Linked DNA regions of Mus musculus: region 1 is linked to region 2. Evidence: chromatin contacts called from public HiChIP or PLAC-seq data. All regions are on one chromosome and are shown on one strand. Each heading gives the region's core, a stretch centred on a gene start, on an enhancer-like site or on the middle of the called end of the contact. The rest is flanking DNA. Distances are from core to core; before and after follow the strand shown.

The links. HiChIP or PLAC-seq counts read pairs in DNA pulled down with a chosen protein or histone mark.
Region 1: a contact with region 2 is called in an H3K27ac HiChIP or PLAC-seq map of the NIH/3T3 cell line, with 5 times the contacts expected there. The contact joins two enhancer-like sites. A contact is called at or near these places in 1 of 484 Hi-C or Micro-C datasets (ganglionic eminence), 4 of 115 datasets of contacts at active chromatin or transcription factors (the NIH/3T3 cell line, bone marrow-derived macrophages, embryonic stem cells and 1 more) and 1 of 9 other capture datasets (embryonic stem cells).

Annotation. Positions count from the first base shown.
Region 1 is chr12:52,813,823-52,820,135 of GRCm38.p6, forward strand. All of the region lies in intron 2 of Akap6 (A kinase (PRKA) anchor protein 6), which reads left to right. Gm51971 (a long non-coding RNA gene) reads left to right here. Exons shown (of 2, transcript XR_003950181.1): 1 at 1-4,769. Among named protein-coding and RNA genes, the nearest start is that of Gm51971, 18 kb to the left of the region's middle. Within about 2 kb of position 4,994, at least 106 of the 459 cell types and tissues checked have an H3K27ac peak or open chromatin away from gene starts, as enhancers often do. A contact at or near this core is called in the NIH/3T3 cell line, where this site is marked.
Region 2 is chr12:51,984,723-51,991,058 of GRCm38.p6, forward strand. It overlaps a transcript of Dtd2 not described here. Among named protein-coding and RNA genes, the nearest start is that of Heatr5a, 17 kb to the left of the region's middle. Within about 2 kb of position 4,064, at least 40 of the 459 cell types and tissues checked have an H3K27ac peak or open chromatin away from gene starts, as enhancers often do. A contact at or near this core is called in the NIH/3T3 cell line, where this site is marked.

The DNA.
Region 1 (6,313 bases), core at 3,744-6,243, 830 kb after region 2:
CCTCTTCCTCCTCCTCCTCTTCTTCTAGATGCCTGGACTGGAACCAAAATCTGGAGTCCAACTTTTGCCACTGACTTGATGTTGTGGCATAGCCACCATCTCCTCGGCCTCAGCATGGCTGTTCAAAGCCTGAGGAAAATGCTTGGTGCTCTCCATGAGGGTATCTGTGGAGACAGCTAAGCCCATCCTGGGCAGACATCCATTTTGGAGATTTTGTAACCTTGGTTTGTCCTCTTCTTTCTATGTCTGTTTGAGGACCTTCCTCTCAAGGCTCCTCACATTCTTTTGCCATTCAAGTAATGGTGTAATCGGCTATTGACCTTGTTTACTTTCGTTGCCACAAAGCACTTTTCAGTTATGAATTTTAAAAAGTCTGTATAAATAATACTTAGTTCTCTGATGAGAGAACTGAGGAGCAGAGAGGATTAGCGACTTCCCTAAAATCACACAGCAGGAAGGTGGCAGAGTTAGGATTAGAAAGCAGGTTGTTTAAGAAACATTTTAATTAATTATTTGATAATTTCATACACTGTATCTTGAATATATTCACCCCCTTCCCACCCTCCAATCCCTTCCCACCCAACTTTGAGATTTTTCTTTTTAACCCCAGTTTATGTTGGCTAGCTAGTCTTGAGAGTGGGACCTGATGTAGCATGTGGTTGATTTACGATTATTAAATTGTATTTACAGTTAATTTGATTTTAAATTATTAAATTATTATTAAAGAAATGGACTCCCCCTCCTAGAAGCTCTTGAATGCCAATCGCTTCTTCTGCCAATGTTGGTATCTGCCAGGATTTGGTGTGGCTGGAGCTTTGGTGGGGTTTATGCAGGTTGTCGCTGTTGCTGTGAGTTTATATCTATAGCTGCCCTGTTGTATCTGGAAAACACCATTTCCTTTATGTCATCTACCACCATGGCTCTTACAGGCTTTCTGCCCCCTCTTCTGCAAAGATCCCTCAGCCCTGGCTGGTGTGTGTGTGTGTGTGTGTGTGTGTGTGTGTGTGTGTGTAATAGGAATCTCATTTAGGGCTTAGCACGCCAGTGTCTTGTTCTCAGCATGTTGACCAGTTGAGGGTCTGTGTTCTATCTACTGCAAGGAGAAACTTCTTTGATGAGAGATGAGAAATGCTGTGATCTATATATATAATAAAAAGTTATTAGGAGCCATTTTAACACTATATCCATTTAGCCAAATAATAATATTCAGTTCTACCCAAGGGCCCTGGCCTATATTTAGCCACAGGAATTAAGTCTTTCTAATCCTCATCCAGATTAATCTTTTTCATATTAGTGGTATTTTTGATAATGTGATGAAAGCTATAAACCATTTCATATACATACTCATAATATTTTGTGTTCTATATCAAGAGACGCTCTCCCACCCCCACCCCAAGACAGTTTCTTTGTGTATCCCTGGTTGTCCTGGAACTTGCTCTGTGGACCAGGCTGGCTTCAAACTCACAGAGATCTGCCTCTGCTAAAATGAAAGGTGTTCACCTCCCAGCTTCACAATTCTCTTAACCCCATTTGCAGAGGACTTCGAGTTAACCCCAGTATGTCATATCATTCTACTTTTTCAGGTCCCTGATTTCAAAATGGGAAGAGCTAGAGGGGCGGGGAGAACACAGCTGATTGCATTGTGCTGTGTTTAGTAGTATATAGACATGTGGGCCTTTCCGTTATATTTCTTCTTCTACTTGAGCATCAGGGGCTTTGAGAAAGCCTTCATTCCTAGCTGCAAAGTGAGATTACCAGAGAGCCTCACCTTACAAGAAGAACTTCTTACCCTGGGGACTGGGCAGGAGGGAATGTGAGGCCAGCCAGGCTGACAAGAGAGGCCCCCTCGAGAAACAAAATGCTTAATTAATACTGCCCTCTACAAGACTTTCTTTCTCTACTTAGAGACGGAGGATTAATGGTGAATGAAGAAGGCTAGTCATGCATTGGCTTGCATTCACACTGAGAACAGACACCAGGGCTTTTACTTGTTCATCTATTTTATGTGCATGTGTGTATAGAAGTCAGGGGACCGTGTGTGGGAGTAGGTCCTCTTCTTCTAGCATGTGGATGACAGGGCTGGAACTCAGCCTGTCATACTTGGTGACAAGAGCCTCTACCAGGTGAGCTATCTTACTGCCCACCCCTTTAGTGGAAAGCAGAACTCTAGCTTAGAAAATGGAGCTGGAAGAAAACAGCTTAGCAGCTTCTGAAAGAACCTTTACCTAAACACCATGGTATAAAATGTGTCTTCCTTGCTTTTTTTTTCTTCTTTTTGTTTGTGTCTTGTTTGGTTTGGGTCTTTAGGACAAGGTCTCAATGCATCCTCAGCTGGCTTTGAATTTATTACTTAGCTTTGGATGACCCTGAACTTCTGATCCTACTGCCCCCACCCTCTCCCCAAGTGTTAGGATTAACACAGGCCCTGCTACCTCCCATGTACGCAAAGCTGTGGATGGAGCACAGAAGGCTGTGACTACTAGGCAACCATATTACCAGCTGAGCCATGCCCCCAACCCTAAAGGTCAGGTCCCAACCATGAGGGCTGTGACTACCATGGCAATGAAGGGTATTCTGAACTCTAGTAGTTGTCTTGTCGAGTGTTCAGTGTATACTGGGATGTCCCAGCCTGCTTCCTAGATGATGGCTCATTTAGTACAAGCTGCCTCAGAGATTTCAAAAGCACCCTGAGAGAATGAGACTCAGCCGTCAGTCTCAACAGCTCACAATGGGGATTCTTCAGTCTCCCAAAGGGTTGTGATTCCTGGTTTCCTGTCATCCCGAGTGTCAGGGTGACCAAGAGCAAGGCTGAGTGGAACTGCTTGCGTATGCTGATGCAGGCCTGGTTCTTATGGTCTGGTCTCTATTACTTACTAGGAATTAGACACCAAACAGTACGATAACTTCTGTGAGTCTTAATATCTTTAGTTGTAAATATCTTACTTGGAAGGCTGTTGTTAAAACCAAGAAGGACCATTGTGTAAAACTCTGAAATTTCTCAAAGATCACATAAATCTTAGTAAATATAACTGTGACAGTTTCCCAACCAAAACACTGCTGCCACTCCTGTGACTTTAGTTAATAAGTGAATACATGGATACATGTGCTAGATTAGTGGCAAGTATATACACTACCAATCATAGTTAGACTCCTATATAATTTACTGATAGATACTAAAACACAACAAAATTATCCTTAGCCATGCTTAAAAGAAGCAGGCTATTTATTGTTCGAAATTGTGGTCAATAGAATATGATAAAAATAAACCTGATTTCCTGTCAAGATAAAAACAAACCCCACAGAACACTGTGTTCCTACATCAGCGTGTGTTCACACCGAGATCCCTGTACGCAGTACTGGTTGTCTCTAAGTCTTCCTCAGCATTAATGATAGTGCAGTTTTTAATGTTAGCACCTAAAACCTCATTTCCATATAACAAAGTACATCGGTACCAAATGTTTCCTCTTTCCTTAACTCTCCATGAAAGTTTTTGGTTTCCCGCTAAAAAGTGACATTGAGAAATTCCTTTATAGCTTTCTTGTCTTGGTTTGTTTTATTTTAGTAGGAATGATATAGTTTAAGGTAGGGAGATCGCACAGCAGGTAAGAGAGCTTAGCTATACAAGTATTGAGGACTAAGTTCAGATTGCCAGAACCGTGTAAAAAGCTAACTATGCTCACACATGAACACCTGTCACCTCAGAGTCTATATGGCTGTCGGGTGTCATTAGGGCTTGCTGGCCCAGCCTAGCTCCAGGTCCATTGGGAGACCCCGCCTCGAGGGAATAAGGCAGAACATCACAGAGCAGAGCACCAGATATCCGTCCCTGGTTGTGCTCATGTAACTTCGCATGCACATGAGCATACACACACACACACACACACACACACACACACACACACACTCAAAATGGAATGATAAACTTGGACCAATGTAGTCAACTGGGCTGATAAAGCTCCTTGTGATGTGTTTGGGGAGGGTGTGAAGGCATGCGTGTGTGCACACGCCTGCATGGGCTTGTGGGAGGCTAATCTCAGGTGTCCTTACTCAGTTGCTGCACACCTTCAGACAGGTCTTTCCATTGGCTTCAGTCAGTACAGCCTCCTCAATTCTGGGATCACTAGCATGTACTGCCACACCCGCCACACCCGTGATTTTCTGTAGGCTCTGGGGATCGAACTCAAGACCTCCCGCTTCCAAGGCAAATGTTATACTGACTGAGCCATCTCTCCAGCTTATTTTTCCCTTCCTTTTCCTCTTGCCTCTTTCTTTTCCTTCCTTCCCTCACCCCTCTATACCATCCTGCCCCCTTTCTTACTTTTTCCCTAGATACTGAGGTTTGAATTTGGAGCCTTGTTCATGCCAGACAAGCGCTGAATTAACTGAGCGATGTGCCCAGCACCAGGAAGCTTCTCTGATTCCGGAATCTCTAATGAAGTATTACTATGTTTCATTTCTAATAACCCAAGCTGAGAAAACCACAAATGAAAAAAAAGAGAGAGCTTGATTATTATCTTTTTTCTCAGCTGTCTAACAATCTGGCAATGAAAACCTCATTTGACGGAGAAAGGCTTCCTATCTGCAAACAGATCAGACTTGGGAAACACTGCAACAGACAACCCAGCCCCCACCCCATGCTTTGTGTAGGTCAAAAATTACGTTAACTGTTAGCTGGTTTGCACGATTCTCAAGACTCTCTTTTAGGCTGGCTGCTACATGAGAAAATACGGTGTGTTGTTGAGTTCTCCATTTTGATATACTCAAAGCTGGTAAGTAGAAAACACAAGCTTCCTACTTCCCACAAATCCATTCTGGGAGCTGAATAATTTATTACCCTCTCAGGAAAAAGGACCCTGCTGTCAGGGTTCCAGCTTCTACTTTCTGCTCCCTCCCATGATCCTCCTCTCTTCTTCATCTCCTGGGGAGCTGCAACAGAGGACGCTGCTTTCTTGGCATGCTCTTGTTTATTTGTGGGCGTGTGGACTGGTATCTAGGAAACTTTCCAAGGAGCACAGTCATGCACGGTATGGAAACCACATGCATACACCACACCCTGCTCCCCGCACAGCAGCGTCTCTGGAGAAGTTTCTGTTGACTAAATCTCTTCTGTATCTCCTGGCTGTCCTCTAGATGTGGTCCCGATTGCTTTTTGTTGTTCGTGGTGTTTGTGTTGATTTTTACATACTTTTCTGTTTATAAAGTAACACGTGAAATATCTATGTCTATCTCACCATCCTGTCCAGTAGGGTAGCGTCTGGTCACATGCGATTATTTAAATTTAAATTAATTAAAATGAACTTAAACTAACAAAAACTCAGTTACATGCTCAAACACAGTAAGGGTAGAGCGTGTCGGACTGGACTGGAAAGCCCAGAGAACGGCTTCTGCCCAGGGGAGGAGCCACACTGTAGAGCAGGCTAACTTACCTTCTCTCCATAGTTCTACTGTATCATACAGGGTCCTTTGCTCTTACTATAAGTGCTCCATTGTGTTCTACTGCTTGGATGGTCCTTAATTCACTTATCTACGGATAAATATATAGATTGCTTCTATTTTCCCTGTTTTGAAAACAATTTGACTCTTTTTTTTGCATATTTGCCTTCGTATACTTATCTAAATGTTGAAAATTGGAATTGGTCTACATTGTCCAATTTTGGTTCATATTTCCAAGCTACCCTTTAGCAACTGTATCAAATGACTGTAATTCCTTTGGCCTGCTGTGAGTCACTGAACTTTGCCATTTAAACTAGAGCCATTAGAATACTTACCCTGTCCCTTACTGGGTAATCACGAGATACAAGTAATATAAACATACTAATACTTTAAAAATAAAACATCAAGGCCATGTATGGTATTTATATTAATTTGTATGATAGTTGTAAGGACAGGGGTGGGAACCACGAATATGTTGTTATCTAGTTTAACACAAAAGAAAGAATAGTTGTGGAGATCGGGGTAAGATTGCGGCCCAGGAGATTTCCTTATGGGGTAGAGCCTGTGGCTCCAGAATCATTGTGATTGTAGGCATAGGCATTTGCTAATAGGAAGGCAGAACTCTCCAAGGACACTGAGAGAAGTGAGGTGACTTTGGTTTTGGTGTTAGAATGGAGAGAATGAGATGACAGACCATCCAACTATTCTGTTCTTTCTATACACAACACAAGACTCCAGAGACATGAAATGAACTAGTGGGGCTCATTCCTAGCAGGTGGTGGAACCCAATACCCCGACTTCTTACTGTCTAGTCGGGGTCTCCTTTAGGGTCCCCCTCCCACCACCCCACCCCCATTTTGAAGGGTACAGTCAGGAGATG
Region 2 (6,336 bases), core at 2,814-5,313:
GATGCCTATCAAATACATTGCAAGTGTGGTATGCACAGAGGACCTGCCTTCTTACTTTTAAGATCTCCTGAATACTAATCATCTGATGGGAGGAGGATGCTGTAATGTTAAGTCAGGTATTGGGACTTTGGGGGTTGAGCGCTCTACAAGAGATAGCTGGCTCCAGAGGTTGATTCAAGCTTAGGAATATCAAAGTCCTGAGTGGATGAGACCTGCTCCCAGTCATCAAGATGGGGCTGTCATTTCCTACACACTTCATCGCCTGGGCTGAGCATCCTGCTGCACATACATTTTGGCTTTCAGTTTGGAAGCCAGCCAGATCTGCAACACTGGCTCCCAAGGCTGTTTCTCACCTTGGGGCTCAGGGATTTCAATTGATGCTCCCTGATTCATAGTTGTTCCCTGTTCTAAGATCCCAGTGCAGGTCAGTTTTGAACAAATAGGGACCCTTTCAGAATGGTGACTGGCCACTGCCCTCTGAGTCATATTGGGTGACAAAATGGGATTCTTCTGTGCTGCTCACCTGTCCGACAGAGGAATCACTGTCTCAGCAAGACTTGAAGCTGTACTTGAGACTTTAGAGGGCTGCAGGCTGGCTTTGTGAGGTTTCTGGTTTCCCCTCTAGATAAAGCTTCTGCTTCCCCTCTTCCCGCCAACAACCCCCTTCTGACTTCTAAAATGCAGCAGGCTTCTTTTTTCCTGTTCTCTGTAGCCCTCTAGCTCCTTGATATTTTCTCTTTCCTTGTGCAGTCTGGTGTATGAGAGGAGTTGTTCAGTGCTGTCTTCCTAGCCATACTGGCTGATGTTGTGTGCCAACTTAACATAAGCTAGAGTCATCAGAGGGGAAGGCGCCTCAGTTGAGGAAATGCCTCCACAAGATCCAGCTATAAGACATTTTCTCAATTAGTGATCAATGGGGAGGGCCCAGCCCACTGTTGGTGGTGTCATCCTTGGCCTGGTGGTCCTGGGTTCAATAAGAAAGCAGACTGAGCAAGCCATGTGAAGCAAGCTGAAAGCAGCACAGCTCCATGGTCTCTGCATCAGCTCTTGCTTCCAGGTTCCAGCCCCACTTGAGTTCCTGTCCTGACTTCCTCCAATGATGGGCCATGATCTGGAAGTGTAATTTAATAAACCCTCCCCCCACAACCCCCAACTTGCTTTTCAGTCATGATGTTTCATCCCAGTAATAGAAACCATAACTAAGACACTAATGTTCTGCTTCTTCTACTCTGTGACCTTAACACCCTGCCTGATTGCCAGTCGCCGAGCTGGAATCAGCACAGCCATCTGCTTTTTCCAGTCTGCTTCTGGACGGCCAAGAAATTCCCTGCATTATTTATAGCATAGCTTCAGCTGGCTGGCTGGCTCACCTGTATCTCACAGTGGCTATGCCAGATACTTCTGGTCTCCCACTAGGACCTCACTCCCACTAGTATCCGCATAATTGAGGCTTTGTTTTTGTTTTCCCAGGAAAAGTAGAGGGTCTGATGTCTGAACCTGTTATTAGGAGCTCCCTGCTCACCCCACATTGGCCATCCTCTCCCACCATCTCAGAGGATGCCCCAAGTTTTCCAAGATCATCCCTCCATCTATGGGTATGATAGAGTATTTTCATCCACATTGAAAGATCGGAGGATCTTTAATTTTCTCTTAATTACTCCTCTTCTGAAAGGATGCTCATATTTTTTTGAATTTTTTCTACTTTACGTGTATGGATGTTTTGTCTGATATATGTCCATGTGCCACGTACACATTTGGTGCAAAACGAAGCTGTTGATCTCTTGGACCTCCAGTTACAGACAGTTCTGAGCTGCCATGTGGGTGCCAGGAATTAACTGAACCAGGTCCTCTGGAAGAGCAGCCAGTGCTCTTAACCACTGAGCCATCTCTCCAGCTCCACAACGCCTCAATTTAAAATACTGTCTTCCTAAAGACTACGGATCTCTATTTTGTTCTTTTATTTCTACCTTCTTCAAAAAGTTATCTATACCTATACAAAAATTGCAAATTTCCATTAACTGTGAAGATATTTGTCTTCTATAACTCTTAAGAGACTTGCATTCAAATAATGTTCATAGTGACCTCCTAGCAATCCAAACATCCTGTTTTCCCCTCCCCCCTCTGTCTCTTTGTCTCTCTCCCTCCCTTCCCCCCACCCCCAACTGGACAGTGAAGCCAGTCACTTGCATATAAGACAAGTGCTGTACCACAGAACCATGCCCCCAGCAGGACTTTTGTATTTATTTTTTAACAATCCTTTCTTACTTGACTCTTCAGTGGATTGAATAGTTTTCATTCAAGCTACTTAGAGTTTAGCTCCTTTCTGGGGCCATGAAATCATTCTCTTGGATTTTTTCCTCCTTTCTTCACATTTTTTGGGTCATTTTCTTGATACGGTCATTTAGCTTTTTCTTAAATATTCACTTTGTCTACTATCTCTCAACTTATATAATATGCTTGTTTGCCTTTTCTAGCTCTGATAGGAGGGCTTTGGGGAAGAGATTCCATTTAGGATGAACTGTTCTAAAGTCTCTCTCTCTCTGCACATTGTCTAGTTGTGAGTCTCTATGTTAGTTCCCATCTGCTGCAAGAAGCTTCTCGATGTGGGTTGAGCTAGACACTGACACATGGGCATAGGAATGTGTCATCAGGAGTAATTTTCTTGCTAAGTTCCTTTACTAGAATAACAGTAGTAGGTGTTCCTTGAAGCCCATGACTTATCCAGTCTCAGGTTCTTGCCCACTTCAGCAATGTCAGGTTTGTCATCTCATGGAATTGGTTAAAAAAAATCCAATTAGAAAGTGGTTGGTTATTCCTATAACATCTGTACCTCTATTGTACCAGGATATCTTGCAGGCAGGTCACTGTTGTGGTCCCTGGGACTGCAGCTGGGAGATATTTATGATTGCTGTTCTTCTTCAGTAGCATGCAGAAAACCTTCCAGCACTAGAGACACTAATTAGCAGGCCTGATGCTTCTACTCGGGTACCAGCTAAACTCCTCTGTGTTCTCTAGCATGTAGAAATGTTGTCTTCAACAAGGGTCTTTATTGTCAGGTGTAAAGGATAACCGGTAGCCTTGACAATAGCCTGTGATGTGTGGCTGTTTCCTTAGGGCCCCCTTGGACAACCATTCAACAAGTTGCAGTCCATTCCTGGCACTGGGAGTTTGACTTGGTGGCATAAAATGTCTACTTGGTGCATTGTCTCTCCTATTATCTGGTGACTCCATTTAGACCCCTTTCATATATGCATAGATTTTAGGAAGCTTCTACAGTGGTAGGCAGGCCATGGGAAGAACAGATGGAAACACCCATCTTATTTCTTTGAGACAGGAGCTTGCTGAGTCATCAGCCCCTCAGATCAACCTGTCTCCAGCTCTCCAGAGCTCCTATTACAAGGGGATCACTGTGTCTAGATTTTTTTTTAAGGTGAGTTCTAGGCATGGAGCACCTTAAGCACCTCATAGAATGAATGACTTCCCCATCTTTCTGAGTAGTAATTTAAACAATATTCTGAAATCATATGTGGAGTAAAATTGGCCCTGACTTACAATGGAGAAAAACACTGTCTGATGAAAACATGGCTGAGGGCACAAAGTTTAATAGTTGCTTCAAACTATCAGACATCATCATCATTATCATTATTATTTTCTCTCTTCCTCCTCTTCTATTTTTTCCTCCTCTTCTTCCTCCTTCTCCTTCTTCTCTCCTTTTCAAAGACACAGTCTCACTACATAGTCTTAGCTTAGCTGGTCTAGAACTTACTTTGTAGACCAGATTATCCTCCAGTTCATAGAGATTCACCTGACTCTGCCTCCCGAGTGCTCAGATGAATAGGGTCTGCAGCACCACGTCCAGCCTAGATATTTCATTTCTCACTTATATAAAGTTTTAAACTCGCCATGGCTTCTGCTAAGATCCAGAGGAGAAAAGCCATGTTTTGTGCTTGTTTGTTTTTAAAGAGGAGGAAGGAGAAGAGAATGAGGTCACCAACAGTGGACAGGGAATGCCGGGTAGCCAGCACTTGTAGTGAGCTTGGCTGGTGTGAGCTTGCTTGCCAGGGAAACAGAGATCTATGAATCATCAAAAGGCTGTGAGCAATGTCTGCAACTCCTTCTGTGTGTGGCTCCACCTTAAAATCCAAACAAACATTCGCAAGTTACAAATTATTTTGATGAGTAACTCATATTCTAGCTGAATTAAAGAAAAAAAAACATACATTTTAACTTTTTTTTCCAATTCGTTGGATTAAAGTTCAACTAACTCCTAATAGAAATGATTCAGTTTTCATAGTTCACAAAAGGGATCATATAATTCATCAAGTATAATTTCCCCTTGTTATGATGAATTCTAGAGACACCAAGTACTGTAGCATTTACAGGACACTGAGACCCCAGAGTTAGAGGGCTCTTGACTCTCTTGGTTCAGACAGTGGCCATATACAATCAGTTCTCACATCTTACACAGGTAAGGAACACTGGGAGGGCGAAGTACCTGGTAAAATGTAGATTCTGAGCCTAACAAGGTGTAAAAGTTGGTGAAGCTGTTTACCACCAACTCTGACAGCTTGAGTTGGATCCCTAGAATCCGTGAGGAGAGAGCACCATTTCCTGCAAGCTATCTTCTGACCACCACACACACATCATAGCATGCACATGTCCTACTCCTTTGGGGCAATGGGCTGCACACAGACAGCCTGGTCTCCAGTCGAGCATAGGTCTTGAACCCCAGTGGGACCCAGTGGGTGGTGATTTCCACCTACATGGGACAGAAGGTGTTTGATCATGTCTCCTGGACCCCTGGTTCCTGTCGAAGTTACTGCCTCCCCCCCCCCCCCCCCCCCACACACACAAGAGATGTGTGGCTATCAGTCATGTAGGAGCAGCACCAAGCTTTCCCACATGCAAATAAGGTTCCTCCCAAACTCTCAGTCCAAGTCAATGAGGGGTACCTGCTGTCAAACCCTGAATCACCCCCAGAACTGTATATAAATCCTATCCAGTGAGTTAAAGGTGCTAGAGAACTTCTCCTTCATCTGAGTCTTTTGTTCCAAGAGCCATATGTAACACTTGGGAAGAGATCTTCTCTGAAGAGCCACCCGAGGTCCGGGCCGCACTCCTCACTGGAGTGTCAGCTTCTCATCTGCCCAGCCAGACCTGACTCAGTTCAGAGCGGCTCGGAGTTAAGGAGTGATCTGGAAGGCACAGCAGAGACTTTGTCTCCTGTCTGCACTCGATTCCCTTCACTGGAACCCTTGTGCCAGGCCTGGACAGAGGTCTCCGTGGAAAAACCTCTGGTACTCAGGCCCACATACTCCCAAATAAATAAGTACATGAAAGAACTATTTATAAAAAGGTAGACTTTAGGAGCTGGGAAGACGGCTCAGTGGTAGAGTGCTTTTTGTCTAATGTGCATAAAGCCACAGATTTAGTTCCTGGCACTCAATAAAACAACAAATCATGAATTCCTCCCCGCTCTCAGAGATCAGGGGTGAGATGCAGAAATTGACACTTTAATGTGGTTTTGAAGAACTTGTGATTCAGGTAACCTTCAGATCATACTCTGATAGAGCACTGGGAAGCTGTACAAATCACGAGTTTCCTTAGAACAAGACTGCGCTCTATTTTCAGGGTCAGATGTCCAGTGACAGTAAACTGACCTTACTTTGGGCCTGGAGGAGCTCTCTGTCCAATTGGCTATCATTTGGGACCTTTTTGGCATAGGCTGGTTTTATTAGATGTGGAGCCCAGGGTCCTGCATATGTCAGACAAACCTTCCTCCGCTGAACTGACTTTCCAGGCTCTGCCATGCTCTGTAATTTTTCAAGACAAGTTTTCACTAAGTTATCCAGCTTGCCTTTGCCTCTGCCATCTTCGTGCTCCAGTCTTCCCGGTAGCTAGGATTACAGATCTGTGCACTGGGCTCCACTGGGAACTGCTCTCTACAGCTAGAAAGGCCCTCTGAGTAGACAGGTGTTCCCATAAAGCAACTGTATGGTGTCTGAGGAGTCTGTTAAACTGCAGCAGAGGCAGCAGGCTCACACAGAGCCCTGGCCTCTGAGAAGAGTTCAGACTTTATATGTAGTCAGTTCTCAGATCCCTACCATTTAGATTCTACAGTTAGCGTCTTGCTATATTTGCTCCACTGGCTGGGTACCCATCTTTCCTTCCCAAGCACAAGGTTATCTCACTTGCCAGGGTTTTCAATCCTCCTTCCATCTCGACAGTGCTGTTTTTAGCTTTTCTTTTGGCACAGCTAGTTTCTCCAGGATTCCCTGTTAACTGTTTTGGCATCCTTCTGAGACCGTTATGACCTCCTTGAGACTGAACTTGTGT